Linked DNA regions of Mus musculus: region 1 is linked to region 2. The links are chromatin contacts, called in public HiChIP or PLAC-seq maps. All regions are on one chromosome and are shown on one strand. Each heading gives the region's core, a stretch centred on a gene start, on an enhancer-like site or on the middle of the called end of the contact. The rest is flanking DNA. Distances are from core to core; before and after follow the strand shown.

Region 1 (2,700 bases), core at 123-2,622, 500 kb before region 2:
GCTTCTCTGCTTTTTCCCCACCACCTTTCCTGTCTTCACTGGCTTCCATTCCTTGTCTGACCGTGGAGACCCCAGTTATCTAACTGAGCTGACCTGGGTTGTCCAAAAGGAGACGGAGTGAAAGGTAATATTCTCCTTTCAAGGAGGTGAGACTTCTTAAGACCAGGAGGAAAAAAGTGTTACAGAGTCTCAGGGAAAAGGCACCGGAGCACCAAGCACTGTGTCTTTGGATGCCACATAGAAACCTTCTGAACCAACTTTTCCCAGAGCACAGGAAGTCTTCATCTCCCTTTAGGCCATACAACATGGTTGGCCACTTCAGGAGGCCCCAGCCAAATAGAAGGCCCATCACTGACTCTCCCCAGTGCCCAGGCCTTGCAAGCCCAGCTCCACAGGGGAAGGACACACTCTTGATCTTGGTGATGCTGGATATTACAAGTATACCTTATATTATTATTATTATTATTATTATTATTATTATTATTTTGGATTTTTCAAGACAGAGTTTCTCTGTGTAGCTTTTATTGTCTTAGAAGTCACTCTGTAGACTAGGCTAGCCTCAAACTCACAGAGATCTGCCTCCCAAGTGCTGGAATTAAAGGTGTACACCATCACCACCTGGTAAAATTAGGTATTATTAATATTTCAACACAATGCTAACTGTTCATCAAATCAAGGTAGACAGGAAGACTACATTTCCCAGACTCCCTTGTGGTTAGAGAAGAGCAGCGCAACAAATTCTGACCAATGGAATGTGATAGAAGTGAAGCCTGTCATTTGCAGGACTGACCCTAGAATTTCACACCTTGTACCCATACCGTTCCCACTGAGCCCTGGAAGATGGTGCCACAAGATTGTATCCTCAGATACCAGAAGACTGCTTAGAGCCTAGACTGGACTGTGATTCCATGTAAAGTGAGCATTGCTGAGCTATTCTGAGATGTGGGGTCATTTGTTACATCAGCTAGCATTCCTTGACTGACTTATAGATGTACAAAATATTTCTTCACTGAGCAGCCAGGCCTTCTGGACACGCCCTCCCCCAACCCTACACACTGACCTGAGCTCTCCATGGAGTCTGTCCTGTATGGGGGAGGATGTGGTCGTCTCAAGCAGCAGAGCAGAACGTAGAATGGTGGTTTCTACACAGAGATTTCTGTAAAATAAGAGGCAGCCTGTTAGTGTGCATAGGAAATGCAGGTGTAACATCCAGGATCCCTGCCTGCCAGCCGCAGCTGCAAACTCCAAGCGGGAGACACGGGGCAGCTACCTAAGCATTCTAAACAGTTCATAGTATCAGGAAGAGGGCAGAAGGGAAACAGAACTCAAGGAAGAATGATCTAGTAATGAGACTTCTGCTTTCCCCCTTCTTCCATAACCAGCCTGGCATGACGCCAGTCCAGCAGTCTAAGAAAAGAGTTAAAGGTTGGGGGTGGGGTGAGGGTGGGGCACCTGAGAGATGACTCGGGAGTTAAAAGTCTGTACTGCTTCCTCACAGGACCAGAGTTCAGTTCTGGCATCCATAGTGGACAACTCACAACCACCTGTAACAAGTCAGGCTCCAGGGAATCCAATGGGCTTGCTCCATGGGTGTCTGCACTCTCATACATGCACACAATCCCCCCCTCACCCTCAGTTTAAAAAGAAAAAGCCCCTGTTTGTTGTCTGAGCTGCAGAAAAGACCTCTTTAAACTTGGGAGATGGGGAACTCCTTCTCACGCTTTCATTTTCTGCTATAGCCCCAGGGACTCATGCAATGCTTAGAGCAGTGGTGCTGGACGTGGTGGCTTAAAGATGCCAAGGAGTCAAAAAAAGGGAAGCGCATCTCTCCAAGCCCAGAGTTCATGATCCTGAGAGCTGAAGAGGAATCTGCTACCATTCCTGTCTGTCAGAGGAACAACCAACAAAAAAGAACAAACTACAGGAGTATTAATAAAAATGTCAGATCTCGAGATACAACAATAACTACATTAAATGTAAATGGCCTAAATTCACCAAGAGAAGGTTGCCAGAATGGGTAGCCTGAAGAAAAGGTTTGGGGTTGCTTATTTGTTTTCAGATGGGATCTCACTGAGTAGCTCTGACTGACCCCAAGTTAATTATGTATTCTAGGCTGACATCAAACTTGCAGCAATCCTCCTGCCTCTGCTTACCAAGTGCAGTGATTAGTAGAGTGCACCACCAAGCCTGACTTGCATGACATAAAGGTAAGCAGAGTTAATTCTATGCTGTCTACAATAAAGTTTAAACAATAGTTTAAATAAGCTAGTTACAAACAAAAAGATATACCATGAAAATACGAAGAAAATTAAAGTTAAGGAGTCTAGGTGGCTATATGAATGTAAAACAAAGTACATATCAGAAGAAGAAATTTACTGGGAATAAAGAGGGACATTATAAAATGATAAAGACTCAATTCATGAGGAACATGCATATAGTTGTGTGTGTGTGTGTGTGTGTACCTGTGTGGCTTCAAAATTCATGAAAGAATACCTAGTAAAATTAAAGCATAAGTTGAAAAATCTACTATTATAGTTGGAAATGTCAGCTTGTCTCTCTCAGTAACTGATAGTCAAGAAAAAAAAATCAACAGAAATGTAGAGATATTGGAGCGGAGAGATGGCTCAGTGGTTAAGAACACTGACTGCTCTTGCAGAGGACCTGGGTTCAATTTCCAGCACCTACATATCAACTCATAAT
Region 2 (2,700 bases), core at 98-2,597:
AAAATGGATGAAAGCGGAAAGCAACTGCCTCTAAGGCTGTCAGCTAGGAAAAGACACTGAAGTGCTGACACTGTTTTTCATTCAGTCGGAATACAAATTGTTAGTAAAAAATAGCTACGCTCACCTTTTCTCCCAAGTTCGTCGTCTCCTAAAGTTCTCCCTAGTGCATATCAGGAAGGAGAGGAGAAACTCCCCTAGTCCTGTGATTGCCATCAACTAGAGCACCTCCTCACTGTGTAACTCTGGGATAATCAACTGTCATCCCACAGTCCAGACGCCAAAGCTGCTGGGCAGCTCAAAATGATCATGTCAATCACCCAAGCTCCTCTGAGCTATAAACAGACATTTCTAAGAGGCAATGGTTTCACCATTTAGTAATAATCAAAATAAAAGGCTGCTTCCAACAAAAATAAGCCAGGACTCACTGCAGACGATCGACTTACAAACAGCAGAGGTGGGACATTGTAACAGCTCATTCTCCATAATCCACCGCATTCTGTCACACGGGCCAAGGCTGAAGGCCGTGGTGCTGTGTCACAATGGGATGCTTGCAACATACCAGACCCTGAGTCGTTCTTCAACTTTACAGCGGTGTAGATTTTAAGACTGGATCACCGTGGAAAAAGGAAAGCATGTACATGCACATGCATGTGCATACATATACACTCAGACACATACACACACACACACACACACCAACACATCCAAGCTGTCCAGGTTTTAATCCTTGGAACCTGCAGCTATGCTACTTTCCATGGAGAAGGCAACCTTGCAGATGTGGTGAAGATGAAGGCGTATGATAGGAGATGAGGCTGCGGAATCTAGGTGGACCCAATACAATTCTATTAGCTCTGAGAAACAGAGGTTGCCCAGCCTGTCAGAGGGAGCCATGACAGAGGGTTAAAGAGATGCAGTTGCTGGCGTTGAAGACGGAGCTATGAGTCAAGGAAATGGGGATCTTCTAGAAGCCGCACAAGGCAATGGGACAGATTCTGCCCTTGGACCTCCAGAAAGGAAAGCAGCCAGCTGACACCTTGATCTGAGCCCCTGGAGACCCAAACTGAACTTCTGCCCTTCAAACTGTAGCGATGTGAGTAATGCACTATATGTGTGCTAATTTATTGTGGGAGCACTAAGACGATCATTTCTGAGGGTCCCCGTGGAGCCATTAGGTGTGGAGATACTTCCTATTTTAGACATTCAGGAAAACCATCCTCTAAATAAGAATCACTCAACTGTGGGAGGACAGTTTGGTGGTGGTAGATAAAAAACAAAGGGAGAGTCATCAGAAAGTATTATGCCAAAAATAACAAGCCCAATTCTAAGCAAGCCACTAAATCCTACCAATTTACAGAAAATATCTAGGTCACAGAATATGCTGAACAACATATGGGAAATGCACTGCAAGAACTAGCTAAGGGGAAACTACAGAGTAAACAATCCTGTTTAACAAAGAAAGTGCACAGGAAAATAAAATAGTTTGAAATAAGATCATTAATACTGTTAAAACACTTCAGAGATATACCTATTAGTGACAATGGATGGCCTACATTCATACCCTGAACCAAGGAGTCTAGAGGAAATACTACAGAGAGATAGGAAACTGTCTGGCTGTTTGATTGGACTGAGGAATTATTTCTCATTTGGCAGGCGTGGTAATTGCATTGTAGTCTTTAAAAACCAGTCCTGAGCACAGAGAGATGGCTCAGAGGTTAAGAGCGCAGGCTGCTCTTACAGAGGACTGGAATTCAGTTCCCAGCACCCACACTGGGCAGCTTATATTCACTTATAGCTCCAGCAGATCTGCCACTCTCTTCTAGACTCCATGGGTATCTAGATTATCATGTGCACATAGACACACACACAGAGATGTATACATAATTTAAAAAAATAAACATTTCTTTTTAAATGTCCTTATATTTTATAAACATATTTTATAGTATTTAGATAGAATATTCTCAAGTATTCACCATTAAAATGACATAATGTCTGGAGTTCACTATAAAAATAATCCCAGGGCATATGCATAAGGATCAGAGTTCAGTCCCGAGAGCCCACAGTGAAAGCTAGGTGTTATGGCATGTGCTTATTATCCACGTACTGGGGTAGCAGAGACAGGAGTCCTCTGGGTCTTGCTGACTAGCCGGCCTAGCTACCTGGCAGGCATCAGGTCCCAGTAGGAGCAAAAAGGTAGGCAGTTTCTGAAAAATGATACCCAAAGTGACCTTTAACCTTCACATGTGTGAAAAACATGGGAATGTGTGCCATATGTATATATACATATACACAATCCTAGAGGTGGGTATCTGGATACACACAGATAAAACCAAACTAGGTATGGGGAGATAATTACTGAAGCAGGATAAGGAAAGGAATACAAGTTACTCTAATACATTTGAAATTTCCCATAGCAAAAGATCATCACCATGTTAACAACAAAAAGGAAGAGGCTAGAAATGGGAATCAGCTGTAGAACGCTTGCCCAGCGTGCACAGGACCCTGAGGTCAGATTCCAGCAGAGGGACCAGGAAGTCTGTAGCAAATGCGCAAAGCTAGAAAGAACAGCTACAAAATAATGGAGACCAAGCTATGCTGACTTAGGAACTCCACCAACAGACTCCTAAGACAGCAGGAGGTGGGGAGGGGGTGATGGGAGCTGGGGAGGAGGCACACTTCACATCCTATAGTCTGACTTGGGTA

The links. HiChIP or PLAC-seq counts read pairs in DNA pulled down with a chosen protein or histone mark.
Region 1: a contact with region 2 is called in an H3K27ac HiChIP or PLAC-seq map of large pre-B cells, with 2.7 times the contacts expected there. The contact joins two enhancer-like sites.

The regions. Positions count from the first base shown.
Region 1 is chr11:68,518,648-68,521,347 of GRCm38.p6, reverse strand. It overlaps Pik3r6 (phosphoinositide-3-kinase regulatory subunit 5), which reads right to left. Exons shown (of 20, transcript NM_001081566.2): 2 at 1,061-1,156. The coding sequence starts at 1,073. Among named protein-coding and RNA genes, the nearest start is that of Pik3r6, 17 kb to the right of the region's middle. Within about 2 kb of position 1,372, at least 40 of the 459 cell types and tissues checked have an H3K27ac peak or open chromatin away from gene starts, as enhancers often do.
Region 2 is chr11:68,016,203-68,018,902 of GRCm38.p6, reverse strand. The region is part of intron 5 of Stx8 (syntaxin 8); the gene reads right to left. Among named protein-coding and RNA genes, the nearest start is that of Stx8, 51 kb to the right of the region's middle. Within about 2 kb of position 1,347, at least 13 of the 459 cell types and tissues checked have an H3K27ac peak or open chromatin away from gene starts, as enhancers often do.